3 separate regions of the Oryctolagus cuniculus genome follow, and regions 1 and 2 are each linked to region 3. Evidence: chromatin contacts called from public Micro-C data. All regions are on one chromosome and are shown on one strand. Each heading gives the region's core, a stretch centred on a gene start, on an enhancer-like site or on the middle of the called end of the contact. The rest is flanking DNA. Distances are from core to core; before and after follow the strand shown.

Region 1 (4,096 bases), core at 1,389-3,888, 180 kb after region 3:
ATACAATAACAGGATAATACAAATGCATTTTATAAATGGAAAGCATACACAGCTTGCTCACAGGAATGGACTTGGAAGCAGAGCCTCTAGTCCCAGTCAGGCTGAGATGCTCACAGCCCTTGCCAACATCTGGACTGCAACTTCATGAGACCCCGACCAGCTAAGCCTTTTCCAAAGCCCTGACCCACAGGAAAAAATGAAATAACAGCTACTTATTTTTAAGCCTCTTAGTTTTGGCGTAATTTGTTATGAAGCAGTAGATACTTAGAACAGCACTATTTTAACAGTGATTCTAAGGATACAGATTCCTGGCATCTATGCCACTCCAATTATTGGTGTAGATATGTAGTAAGATATTGAATGTAAGAGAGAGAAATCTAGTGGCGGCGCTGTGGCACAGCAGGTTAAGCCTCGGCCTGCAATGCCAGCATCCCTGGGAATGCAGTGAAGATGGCCCAAATGCTTGGGCCCTTACACCCACACAGGAGACCCAGGAGAAGCTCCAGGCTCCTAGCTTCTGCCTGGCCCAGATCCACCCTCTGTGGCCATTGAGGCATGATCCAGCAGATGGAAGATTCCTTTCTGCCTCTTCTCTCTAACTCTGCCTTTCAAATATATACATTAAAAAAGAGAGAGAAAGAAATCTAACAAGTAAACTTCCTCTACTATTTATTGTCTGACCAGGACACTGAAGTGTATCCATTTCTAGTACTCATCTTTCTTCTTAAACTGTTTTCTTCCTTTTCTATTTCTTGTTCCTCCTCCTACAAATAAAATGGACTCCTCAGTCTCGTAAACTCCTCAGTTGTATGTGTATTTTACATACTCTTGTTGGAGAAGTTCCTTAAGACCAATGATTATAATTTTCTTTTAAATGTGCCATGAGTAACATCTAAAATGTGCTAGGTGTTTAATAATTCATTATACTAATATAAAGGGTAAGCACATAAGCACCCCTCAGCCTACAAACTGAAGCTAGTATTCTGCAGTTTCCTGACTTAGTCACCCACATCATACATTTTTCTCAATCACATGCAGGAGCTACTTTCTGCACTAGGCAAAGCGTGTCAAACCCTGTCCCCATTAAAGCAACTGCCTTCAATTATTTGGCTTTCAGAGTGTACACAGAAGCAATCCCTCCGTTCCTTAACTCTACATACACATAATTACCTAGTCTCTAATTACACGCTATCACGAATTAGTTGGTAATAATCTCTTAGACCTTGTTTCTGCCAAAACAAATAAGAGTTAACAGATTCCCAAGGCAGACGTCATTTTCTGCTTCAGCATTGCCCCCTCCCCACAAATCTCACTAGTGACAGAATGTCTGCGGTAAAAGCAGTCCGAAGTCCACAACCTGCCTTTACGCTGCTTTACAAATAAGTCCTGTTTGCCGAACTGCAGTTGTGGTGAAACTTCCTCTGTTTAATTTCTTAATGCCAAGACGCCAAGTGTAACGCAGCCAACTGGCAGGGGAAGGAGACGCCAATCTTGCTCACCTTCCCTGAAACTTTTCACAGCCATCAGCTCTCCGCACACAAAATGTTTAGTTCCTATGACCCTCACGAATAAAACATATACAGTCCTGAATCGCAACATGTTTCTGAGACGATGCGATAGCTTTAAAGTGTCAGCTTTTAAAAAGCGGGGCAGAAAGCGCTCCTGTCTTGAGGGAAGGGCCCACGTAACGCAGCACAGCACTGAGACCTCTACAGATCCGGGGCGCGACGGGGTTCTTACACCTGTCGAGGACAGCAATGGGTCCTGCGGCCGACGCCGGACCCCGGCCCCGGGGCCAGGGAAACGCCGGCACCGCGGAGCCTAGGAGGGGGCTGGGAATCTAGGGGACCTGGAAGGCGGTTTCGAGGCGACGCGCAGCCCCCGGCAAAGCGGACGCTGCCGGCCCACAGGCCACGCACATCCCACTTGCTCCGGTTCCCGGAGGACACCATCCCCACCCGCAACGCGGACCTTCCAGACTTCAGACTCCCGTGGTCCCAGCCTCCGGCCTGCCCCCGGAGGCCACGGGCCGCGTCCACTCTCCGCCCGCCCCACCCCCGGGCGGAACGCAGCCGTACCCACCCTCGCTTCTTACGACTGGAGCGAGCCGCACCGCCAGCAGCAGCCACGCCCCTCTCCTCCGCCCCCCCCCCCCCGGGCCCGCACCATAGAGACGCAGGGCGCCGGCCAGAGCGGCTCCAGCCCGCAGCGTCGGCGAGAGCACGCCGGGATAGTGTCCCCCGTCCTCGTAGAAAGCGATACCTGAGTAGGCGTCGGTGGAACTTGTAGGTAGCGAGTTCCTTCCCGCATTCAGAGGAACCTTGGGATGGCGGGGTGAGAACTAAAAGCGCCTCGTTGGGTTTCTTTTTCTCAAATCCGAGGACACGCTTCTTGGCTCAGCGAGCGCGGAGCCACATAGTCGCCCGCGTCCCCACGAGGCACCCAAGGAGCGGCGGGGAAGCTGGGAGGGGGGATGGCGCCACCGAACGCGGGACTCAGGCGAGACTCCAGACCCTGGAGCTAGGAGCCACGGGGTTCGAAGCTGTAGAGCTATTTTCAGCTTCATTCATCGGGTCCTTCAGGGCACAGGCGGGGGTGGGGGACCCTCTGACCTGTCAGACCGGAAGCTCCTCAGTAGCGCTCCACTGCCCCCTGGCGGATTTCTTGGTAATTCTTTGTCTCGGCGCGAGCGGAGGTTGGGATAGCGGTGACAGGCCTGTGACACTTTATCATGATGAAAAAGCGTCTACAGACCGAGTAGTTTGATCCTAGTTCACTGGACTCACGGATAGCTTGTGTCATCGCACGGTGGCCGGGTCCCATTCCATCTCCCTGCCTCGGTGTGGTGCGTGCTAACCTAGAATCAGAGAGACCTCTAGTTTGGCGGTTGGCTCTAGGATACACTGGCCTAAGAGCCCACAGAGGAACATTCTTAACCCCTTCCTATGATAGGGGCCTTCCCAAAGAAGGGCCTTTCCTGGGAAGGGGTATGTGTGACCGCTTCAACTTGTTTTCTTGTAACATGTTTTTCTGCCAAGACTGGGCCATTTTCTGCCCATTGGCAGGAAGCTGGATGGAAAGCAGAGGAGCTAGGATCGGAACTGGCACTCCAAGTGGGATGTGGGTGTTGTAAGCCACTGTGCCACGCCCGTCACTGAATACAACTTTTTTTTTTTTTTTTTTTTTTTTTTTTTTTGACAGAGTGGATAGTGAGAGAGAGAGACAGAAAGGTCTTCCTTTTGCCGTTGGTTCACGCTCCAATGGCCGCCACGGCTGGCGCACTGCGGCCGGCGCGCCGCGGCTGGCGCACAGCGCTGATCCGAAGCCAGAAGCCAGGTGCTTCTCTTGGTCTCCCATGGGGTGCAGGGCCCAAGCACTTGGACCATCCTCCACTGCCTTCCCAGGCCCCAGCAGAGAGCTGGCCTGGAAGAGTAGCAACCGGGACAGAATCCCGCACCCGGACCGGGACTAGAACCTGTGTGCCGGTGCCACAAGGCGGAGGATTAGCCTAATTAGCCTCGGCGCAGGCCTTTGTTTTTGAATACAACTCTTGAGTGCTTTCATTCATGTTAAAGACAAATTTTCTCAGTCTGAATGCAGTAACTTTTTAGTACATGACTCAGTCTATGCCTTCTGGAGGGCCAACATAGATGGCCTCCTTTAAACTACAACAGATGTGTTCTTTTCTCTGTAGCCGAGTCTACTGCCTGAAGGCAGCGATTCCGTTAAGCAGTACATATCCGGTGGTTTCAGGCGGTAGGCTACAGAGTGATTTATGGAGCACGTGTTCTAGCCGTAAGACATAGCTGGACAGACTAGTAAGTACTGTAAAGGAAATAAATAGGATGATGTCATGAGAGTTGGGAGAAGCTAACTTTGGTCAAGTAGTAGGGAGGAAATACTGTTGGGATTTGAAATGTGAAGCAGCCCATTGTGAGAGGAACGGAAGTGGGCATCAGGCCCATTCAACTCAGTGACATGATCACTCCTGACCTATCACACTTCCGCTTCTTCCCGGTTTCCTCAGTTGCTTCTTCCTTTTCATGAGGAGAGTTTGGTCTTGTAAAGAAATCAGAAGTTAGAACATTTCTAATTG
Region 2 (4,262 bases), core at 1,496-3,995, 140 kb before region 3:
GTATCTTGCCTGAACACCTCTATGCATAGGAGGGGAATTTAGGCTACTTGAGGAGACTCCATGGGTATCAGGCTAGCTTGTTTATTTAAAGCTGTGTAAGTGGGCAACAGAAGTCCAAGTACAAAATGCATTTGAAAGCAAGAAATTCATACTTACTGGGCTTGTCATTTGGCATGACAGAAGCACACAGCAAGAAAACTATACTGCAGACGGAGAGAGGTCTTTCATCCACTGGTTCACCCCCCAAATGGTCACAATGGCCAGAACTGGGCCTATCTGAAGCCAGGAGCCAGGAGCTCCCACAGGCCAGCACTAGAAGTGAATGCTTAACCTACTACACCACAGCTCCAGCCCCTTTCCTGTATTTTTTTTTAATCATCTTCTGCTGGATCTTTCCTTGTCAGCATTTAAATTTCCCAAGTGTCTCCTATCCAAAACAAACAAACAAAAAAACCATTAAAATTGGCCTGACCCACCCCCCTCTACAGGTACACCCTTCTTTCCCACCTTTTATTTATTTCAACAGCACTGTTCAGTGTTATCAGTCATTCAGGCATAGTAGTATAAGAGAAGATGAGGGAAAAATTGGGATTGAAAAGTGAACAAATATTTGGAATCTGACAGTTTGAAAGAAGCTACCACATACTTTTTTTTTCCAAACGTGTTTTTACTGAGCCAATAAAGTACCAGTCATTTATCTACTACACCAAATGTACTGAAGTAGAAAAATGCAACAAGAGAAATAGTTACATCAGAAAGATCAGCACTTTACAGAAAAAGAGTTAAAACGCTTTCAGTGGAACAGCGTTGTGCTGCAGAAGATTAAGTTGCCACCTGTGACGCCAGCATCCCATATCAGAGTGTAGATTTGAGTCCTGGCTGCTCCACTTGGCCCAGGTACTTGGGTTCCTGCCACCCACATGGGAGACCTGAATGGAGCTCCTGGTTGCTTGCTTTCGTTAGGGGAGTGACCTAGCAGGTGGAAGATCTCTTTTCTCTCTCTGTCACTGTTTCAAATAAATCTTTAAATACACACACAAATTTTTGGTTTCTACGCATTAGCCCCTAAAACAGCATTTTGCAGTCTGTGCCTAACTAGACAGTCTACATCAGTTCCTACAATATTTACTGGGGGTGAGAGAATAAGATGACACCAGCCAGTACAGACCTCAGATATCCCAGGGAGGGGAGAGGAAGAAAGTCAGTTCTTGGAACAAAGCAGTCAGCCTCATTCCCACAAGCAGGATCTTTGTGGTCATTGTGCTTCTGCACTTCTTCAACCTGGTTTCCCTCTATAGGATGTTGCATTGAGTGACCTCTCAGTTGGGTTCTACTTATAATTTGTTGTATTCAATTCATTCTTCTTATAGTACTAAATTTATCACTCTAAAATGCACCTGAGAGGGGCCTGCATTGCGGCAGAGGGGGTTAAGCCACAGCCTGCTAATGGGCCTGGGAAAGATACAGAGGATGGCCCAAGTGCTTGGGCCCCTGCCACCCACGTGGGAGACCAGGAAGAAGCTACTAGCTCCTGGCTTCAGCCTGGCCCAGCCCTAGCGATTGTGGTCATTTGAGGAGTGAACCAGCAGATGGAAGAGCTCTCTCTCTCTACAAAATAAATAAATCTAAAAATACATACATACATAAATAAATAGATAAGTGCACCTGGGAAAGCAGTGGAATATGGCCAGAGTCTTTGGTCCCCTGCACCCTCAAAGGAGACCAGGATTGAGTTCCAGACTGCTGGCTTCGGCCTGGCCCGGCCCTGATCATTACAGCTATGCTGGCGAGGGAGCAAGCAGATAGACGATCTCTCTCTGTCTCTCCTCTCTGTGACTCTGCCTTTCATACAAATAAATCTTTATAAAAAGTTAATCGTGGGGCCAGCGCTGTGGCACAACGGGTTAACACTATTAACAGCTATTTCCACGTCTCCCATGTGGGTGCAGGGGCCCAAGGACTTGGGCTGTCTTCTGCTGCTTTCCCAGGCACTTTAGCAGGGTACTGGGTCCGAAGTGGAGTAGCCAGGGCTCCAACTGGCCACCCATATAGGATGCCAGCGCAGCAGGCAGACGCTTGACCTTTTATGCCACAGTGCCAGCCCCATGCTTAAACTTTTTGCAAGGCCCTTGTGGGTCTGTTCTAGCCAGACTTTCGGTTCCGGGAATTCCGCCATCCCGGTGCCTCTCTGCGTGTGCTGTACCCTTGGCTAAGAACACTCAGGTTGCCTACAGGTCGCTGACTTTCAAGGACCCCCAGGTTATGTTTCTTCACATAACACTCAGCAGTGCACAGAAACAGTTTCTGTTCAAAATGTCCATCTACCAGATTAACAACGTGGCAATCACAGACACCTGGCCCATCGCTAATTTCCCGGCCCCTTAACGAGTGCCTGCCTCAGTGTTGACCCTTAGTATGCGTGTGTTTAAGTAATGAGCACCTTCACTCTTGCATGTAGCTATTTCAGCTTTCTCCACTCCCTGTTTTGAGACTTTTAGAGAAAAGAACTCCACTACCACATTATTCTCAAAAAGCCTTTCTCCAGGTGAATGGAAGAGCCAGCCACGCACCGTCATTACGGGTCACGGGTCACGGGTCTCTTTAAGGCCGGAGTGGGGGCGCTGTATAGTCCGGGCATCAGCAACTCTGAGCAGTTCCAGGTACCCAACCCAGCGAACACGTGCCGCAGGCCCCGCGCGACGAGGGCGGGCACTGGGGAGGAAGGTCCCCGGCGGCCCGAACGTGCTCGCGCCCGTGGCCGCCGCCGCCGGCGCGTCCGAGCGAGCGCACGCACACCGGCTGGACCCGAGCTGCGGGAGCGCCCCGGCTCATGCGGGGACCATGGGGCGCGGGTCGCAGCTGCGGCGCGGGGAGAGGTGCGGGGCGAGCCTTGCCTCGGCGGGGGCGAGCACGGAAAGAGAGAAGAGAGGGCGGACCACGAGCTAGGTAAGGCGGGCCGACCGCGGGCTGGGAGGAAAGTGGGCGGGGTGGGGCGTGGCTGAGCGGCACGGATTAAAACGCCCGGGCCGCGGTAGGCGACTTTATCCTGAGCTCGCGGGCTGAAGCGCCGGCACCTGGAGTAAAGTGAGGGGCGGTGGGAGGTGGAAGGTGCAGGGCGGCGGCTTAAGCTCCCCGCTTCCCCGACAGCTGGGCCCTGCTGGGGCCCAACCCCAGTGCAACCCGATTTCCTTTGGGAACGCGCGGCCTGGCCCTCGGCGAGCGCCAAATCCCGAGTTGGCTCCGCCCCTCCACGGAGGGGCGCTCTGGGGGCGTGGCGCCTCCCTGCCTCGGCCCGCTCTCGGAAGGCGTTCGCGTCAGCCGGAGCCCGACGCGGTGACGCAGGACGTCGACGTAAGTGACGCGCAGGCCCGGGGCGCTCCTCCTTCCCTGTGTGAGTGCCGGCCCGGTTGGGGCGGGGGAGAAGAGGGAGGGCGGGGGAGGGAGAGGCGACCCGGGAGTCGTTGTGGGCCGCGGGCCGGACCGGGTCCCGGGGACGGTGGGAACCCGGGCTGGGCGGAAGGGCTCGGCGGGCCGTTGGCGGGCCGCTGCGGCGGCCCGGTCCCCTCCCTTGCCGGACTTGCGCGCCCCGGCGTCCGGAGCCTCCGGCGCTGTGCCCACCCCGCTCCAGCTCGCGTCTCCCGACTCCAATTAGGTCAGGCTCGGAGTCCCGCGGCCGCGGCTCCGGCCCCCAACGCGCGGCGGCCACTCGGGCTCGCCTTTCTTTCTTCCCTCGCCTTCCTCTTCTCTTCCCTCACCCTCCCCCATCCCTTTCACGTTGCTGGGGTTTTGTGTGTTGTTTTTCATTTTTTTTTTTTTATAAATTTTATGCTTTAGGGGTTTTGTTTCTCCGCCCGACCTCATGGGTGTACATTATCATGCTCCTCTTTTGTAGAGCATCCCGACGGCCATGGAGGCCGAAGAGACGATGGAATGCCTTCAGGAGTTCCCTGAACATCATAAAATGATCCTGGACCGATTGAATGAACAGCGAGAGCAGGACCGCTTTACTGACATCACCCTGATTGTCGACGGTGGGTAGGGCAGTGGGCACCGGCGCGAATTTGGGGCTTCGGTCTCTTCCCTTCCACCACCCGCCTTTTTTTTTTTTTTTTTTTTTTTTAAATCCACCGTCTGTGACTCCCTCCCAAAGTGTGCAGGGTGTGCGCTGGGACTGGAGGGCACTTGTCAGCGACTGCTCACGTAGGTCCTGCTGCAGGAGGCTGGTTGGCCAGTCCTGCTTTCGACACATTGTGGGGTTCATC
Region 3 (3,804 bases), core at 155-2,654:
CATCTCAGAGAGAAACGTATGTAAAACATATGTAAAGCACTTGCATTTGTCTCTTTGTATGTTTATATTGCCTGTGTTTGTCATAATTCATCCCTGAAACTGAATAAATGTTTAGTTAGCAGCACTCAGAACACATCACCCTACTGCAGCAGGTTGGCAAGACACAGCATCAGCAGGAGGGAGGGGCTGAGGCAGGAACGGACAAGGAGAAGTTAGTGGTGACCTAAGGCCTTGGCCATAGGGGAAAGCAGGGACAACCTCACATTACCTGCTCCCCAAATCCAAATCCCTCCTCCAAAGTGGGTCAAAGTAATCTTTTCTCAACCACTGCTCAAGCAAGACACATTTCAAAGACTCTGAAATGTCCTTGGTCTCACCTAAAGCCTATTTGTGTGTGGGCTCTGTGGATGCCTGCTCATTACATCACCCACGGCTGGTCCTGGAGCCACTGGCAAGGAGGAAGGTGCTGGAATTCAGGATACCGAGAAAACCTATTTTTAAAAGGTGGACATTAGAAAGAGAGAGAGAGAAGGCAGAAGGGAGGAAAGCGAAAGGCGGGAGACAGGGATTTGTGCGGTCTGAAGCAGCAGGCCTTCGCTGTCCAGAGCCCCGGGTCTACACCACGGCTGTGATGCTTTCTTGGCTGGGGAAGACAAGCACTGCCGTCAGCCCTGCGTGGCAGTGGCGGGACACGCCCCTGCCAGCCTGCGAGGCTGCATCTCAGTCTGTCCTTCCCCATCCCTCAGCAGCCGCCCTGCACCCTCCTGGAGGTCGCGGCCACCACCCCGGCACCTCCAGCTCCGGGCTAAGTCATCAGAACACTCTGCCCTCAACGCCCTTCCACCTTCTCGTCCCCGCCACTCGCCGGCCCCATCGGTGCCCTCGACCCCTCCTCAGACTCGCATTTGCCCGCCCCACGTCCCCGGCAAGTGAGGCACCGCACGGCCCCCATCCACGGCGCCCCGTCCTCGTGGGCCAGGTCCACGCCTTCGCCCTCACCCGCAGCCCAAGCTCTCTCGGGCCTAGTCAAGGACACCGCCTCCGCCCGGCCCACACCCCGCCCGCGGCGCCTCAGCAGCCAGCTCTCCTCCCCTGCTCAGGACACTCACCCAAACGTGACTGGGCAGTGGCCGAGGAAAGGAAGCGAGCTGCGAAAGAACAGAACGCGGCGCCTCCCCTTTGCCACCAGCTTTATAGCCGCCGATCCGCCCGGCCCCGGCACCGCCGGGAGTCAGTGGGAGGCGGGACAAACACTGTAGCGACCAATCGGGGCCGGCAGAGTAGCCCAACAGCTCCCGCCCCCTAATCCAGTGTCTACCAATAGGAAGGACACTAGAGGCGGTGACTCGCTAGGGTTTTCCCTCGTGGCTGGAAGGGCGGGGGAGAGGGCGGGGACAAAGTCGGAAGGCCGAGGCAGTGGGGTGAGAGAGTGACGTGCGGTGGCCCGAGAGCCCGCCTGCCAATGACAGAGCGGCGAGAGACGGCGAGAGCCAACCGGCGCGGAGTGAGAGGTTCTCCGACCAATTGCAGCTCAGTGAGAGGAGACGCGGGCCAATGGGGACTCCGCGTCCCACCGCTGGGGAGAGATGGTCAAGTGTGGGAGGTGAGTTGGTCCCTGCTGGAGAGTCTGTCGGGTTGCCTAGCAACCAGAGCTAGGTTTCACCTGTGAGGGTTCTCAAATACTAGATTTGAATTAAATCTTAACATTTTCCAGTTTCCGAAGCAGCAAAGTGTGCCTAGATTACAAATTGGAGCAGAGTACTTCACCTGGAATTTTAAAATATTCCACGTACCAGATTTGTAAATACCCAGTTATTGCCTTCTCTGTGTAAAACTACCTTGACTTTTAAAGAAATTGCTATGGAGAAAATTCTCCCTGGATAAACCTAAAACAAGATATTTTAGGGGGTAGGCATCAGTTAGGAGGGTGCTTTGCCTGAGAAGAAGGAGGGAAACTGATCTCCTGTTCAAGCACTTTTGCTAGGCCATCCACTCTGAGAGAAGGAACTCCATTTTCCTCACTCTCTTCTGAGCTTGACAGGTGGTAGATGCGAAGTGAAAGGCTATTGAGAGTAGGAATGGGCCTCATAATTCTCAGCAAATCCATAGTATAAGGAAAACCTTGCTCCCTCAGACAAGAGAAGAGTGATTCAAGCCAGAGAAAATCAGCGAAAGACTACTGGGGTGGTAGCTTTGGGAAACGCAAGGAGAGAAGGCCTACACTTCCGGAAATGGAGAGTCCCCACAGGTGCCTAAAAGTCAACCAATGAGGCTCAGACCTGCCTCAACCTTTAACCCCCACGCCCAGTATCTATAAAAGGAGGCCTCCCAACTTCTGACACGTGACTTCCCGGCCCCGCTCTGTTGCCCAATAAAAGCTTGTGAATTAATTGATTCATCTGCCTGGGAAGATTTGTTACGCGCCGGACACCTTCCATGGGGGAAATCCCAAGGAGGACAATTTCTGCCTTCCAATTGGTCTCCTTGTCAGATAAAGAAAGTACAATATTTAGCTTTGATGGGGGGCCATGAGCATAAGGCTGCCACAAAACACCGGACACCAGAGTAAGGGAAAGGGTTTATTGGAGAAAACCCAGCAGACCAGAGGGAAGGGGCAAGGAAGGAGAAAGAGGGAGAAGGAAAGCGTAAGAGAGATCGAGAGAGAGAGAGAGGGGGGGGGGGTCAGGAGATGGAGGGAGAGAGGGAGAGAGAGGAGAGGGGAGAGAGAGCGAGAGAGAAGACTAGAGGAGACGAGAGAGAGGAGAGTGAGAGAGCAAGAGAGAGCCACGTGTTCAGGAACAGGTCCTTTTAAAACTTTGCCTGAAGGCAGGCAGGGAAGCAGGAGCAGCGAATCCCATTAGGATGAGGGTGGAGCTTGACACCCGTGGTTGGGCCATGTGGCCACCTGGCTTCCAGCAGTGGCGGTGGGGGTGTCAGGGTGTAGATCGCGCCATAGATAAGACTGAGCCATTTTCCTAACAATGAGGAAGGTTCAGAGTTGTTTATCTGTCCCCATCTCAGTTTCATGACTGCCTAGGATTATGATTGATAGGGGGTCACTGAGCATACTCTGCTTCACTTAACTGCTGTTATGTGAAATGTATTATCCACCAAAGAGGCGAACCTGTTAGGAGACATTCTTAGCTTCTAAGTGGCAAAATATGTTAGAAGTGGAATTACAGTGAAGTGGTGCTGTGTGGACAAGAAGACCACTCAGTCATCCTGATCATGCCACAGTATTGCCAATGATATTCATTCTGCTCCAGAGTCAGTGTCATTTCATACCTGCATGAAGTAACTAGTTTATAATGGCTGGCATTAGCCAGCAGGTGAACCGGCGCCCATATGGGATGCCGGCACTGCAAGCTGCCACTGCCTGTAATGACGGCATCCCATATGAGCACGAGTTTAAGTCACAGCTGAACAATTTCTGATCTAGCTCCCTACCAAAGCAGCGGAAGATGGCCCATGTGCTTGGGCCCCTTGCCACCAACCTGGGAGAGAGACCTTGATGAAGTACCAGGCTCCTGGTTTCAGCCTGGTCCAGCCCTGGCCATTGTGGCCCTTTGGGGAATGAACCAGTGGACGCAAGATCTCTCTTTCTTTACGTCACCTTGCCTTTCAAATAAATAAAATAAATGTGCTTTTTTTTTCTTCAGTAACTAGATGATAAATAGAAACACTGCCAGCTTGTGGTCAACAGCAATTTGGGGGAAGGGATTAAAATTCTTAGCATATTATATTCTGTTGAAAGGCAGTAAAGATAAACAGAAAGAAGATAACATTTTGTCCTTGGAAAGGGAT

The links. A called contact is a pair of places that touch in the nucleus more often than the background predicts.
Region 1: a contact with region 3 is called in a Micro-C map of ear pinna, with 7 times the contacts expected there. The contact joins the promoter of TMEM267 here to the promoter of HMGCS1 in region 3. A contact is called at or near these places in 2 of 6 Hi-C or Micro-C datasets (ear pinna and an unstated tissue).
Region 2: a contact with region 3 is called in a Micro-C map of ear pinna, with 5 times the contacts expected there. The contact joins the promoter of ZNF131 here to the promoter of HMGCS1 in region 3. A contact is called at or near these places in 2 of 6 Hi-C or Micro-C datasets (ear pinna and an unstated tissue).

The regions. Positions count from the first base shown.
Region 1 is chr14:69,001,512-69,005,607 of mOryCun1.1, forward strand. TMEM267 (transmembrane protein 267) reads right to left here and starts at 2,639. Exons shown (of 4, transcript XM_008262169.4): 1 at 2,263-2,639. It overlaps C14H5orf34 (chromosome 14 C5orf34 homolog), which reads right to left. Exons shown (of 13, transcript XM_070056700.1): 13 at 2,795-2,857.
Region 2 is chr14:68,680,587-68,684,848 of mOryCun1.1, forward strand. ZNF131 (zinc finger protein 131) reads left to right here and starts at 2,746. Exons shown (of 6, transcript XM_051853504.2): 1 at 2,746-2,946; 2 at 3,893-4,031. The coding sequence starts at 3,908. It also overlaps the pseudogene LOC108177251.
Region 3 is chr14:68,820,977-68,824,780 of mOryCun1.1, forward strand. HMGCS1 (3-hydroxy-3-methylglutaryl-CoA synthase 1) reads right to left here and starts at 1,405. Exons shown (of 11, transcript XM_002714013.5): 1 at 1,110-1,405.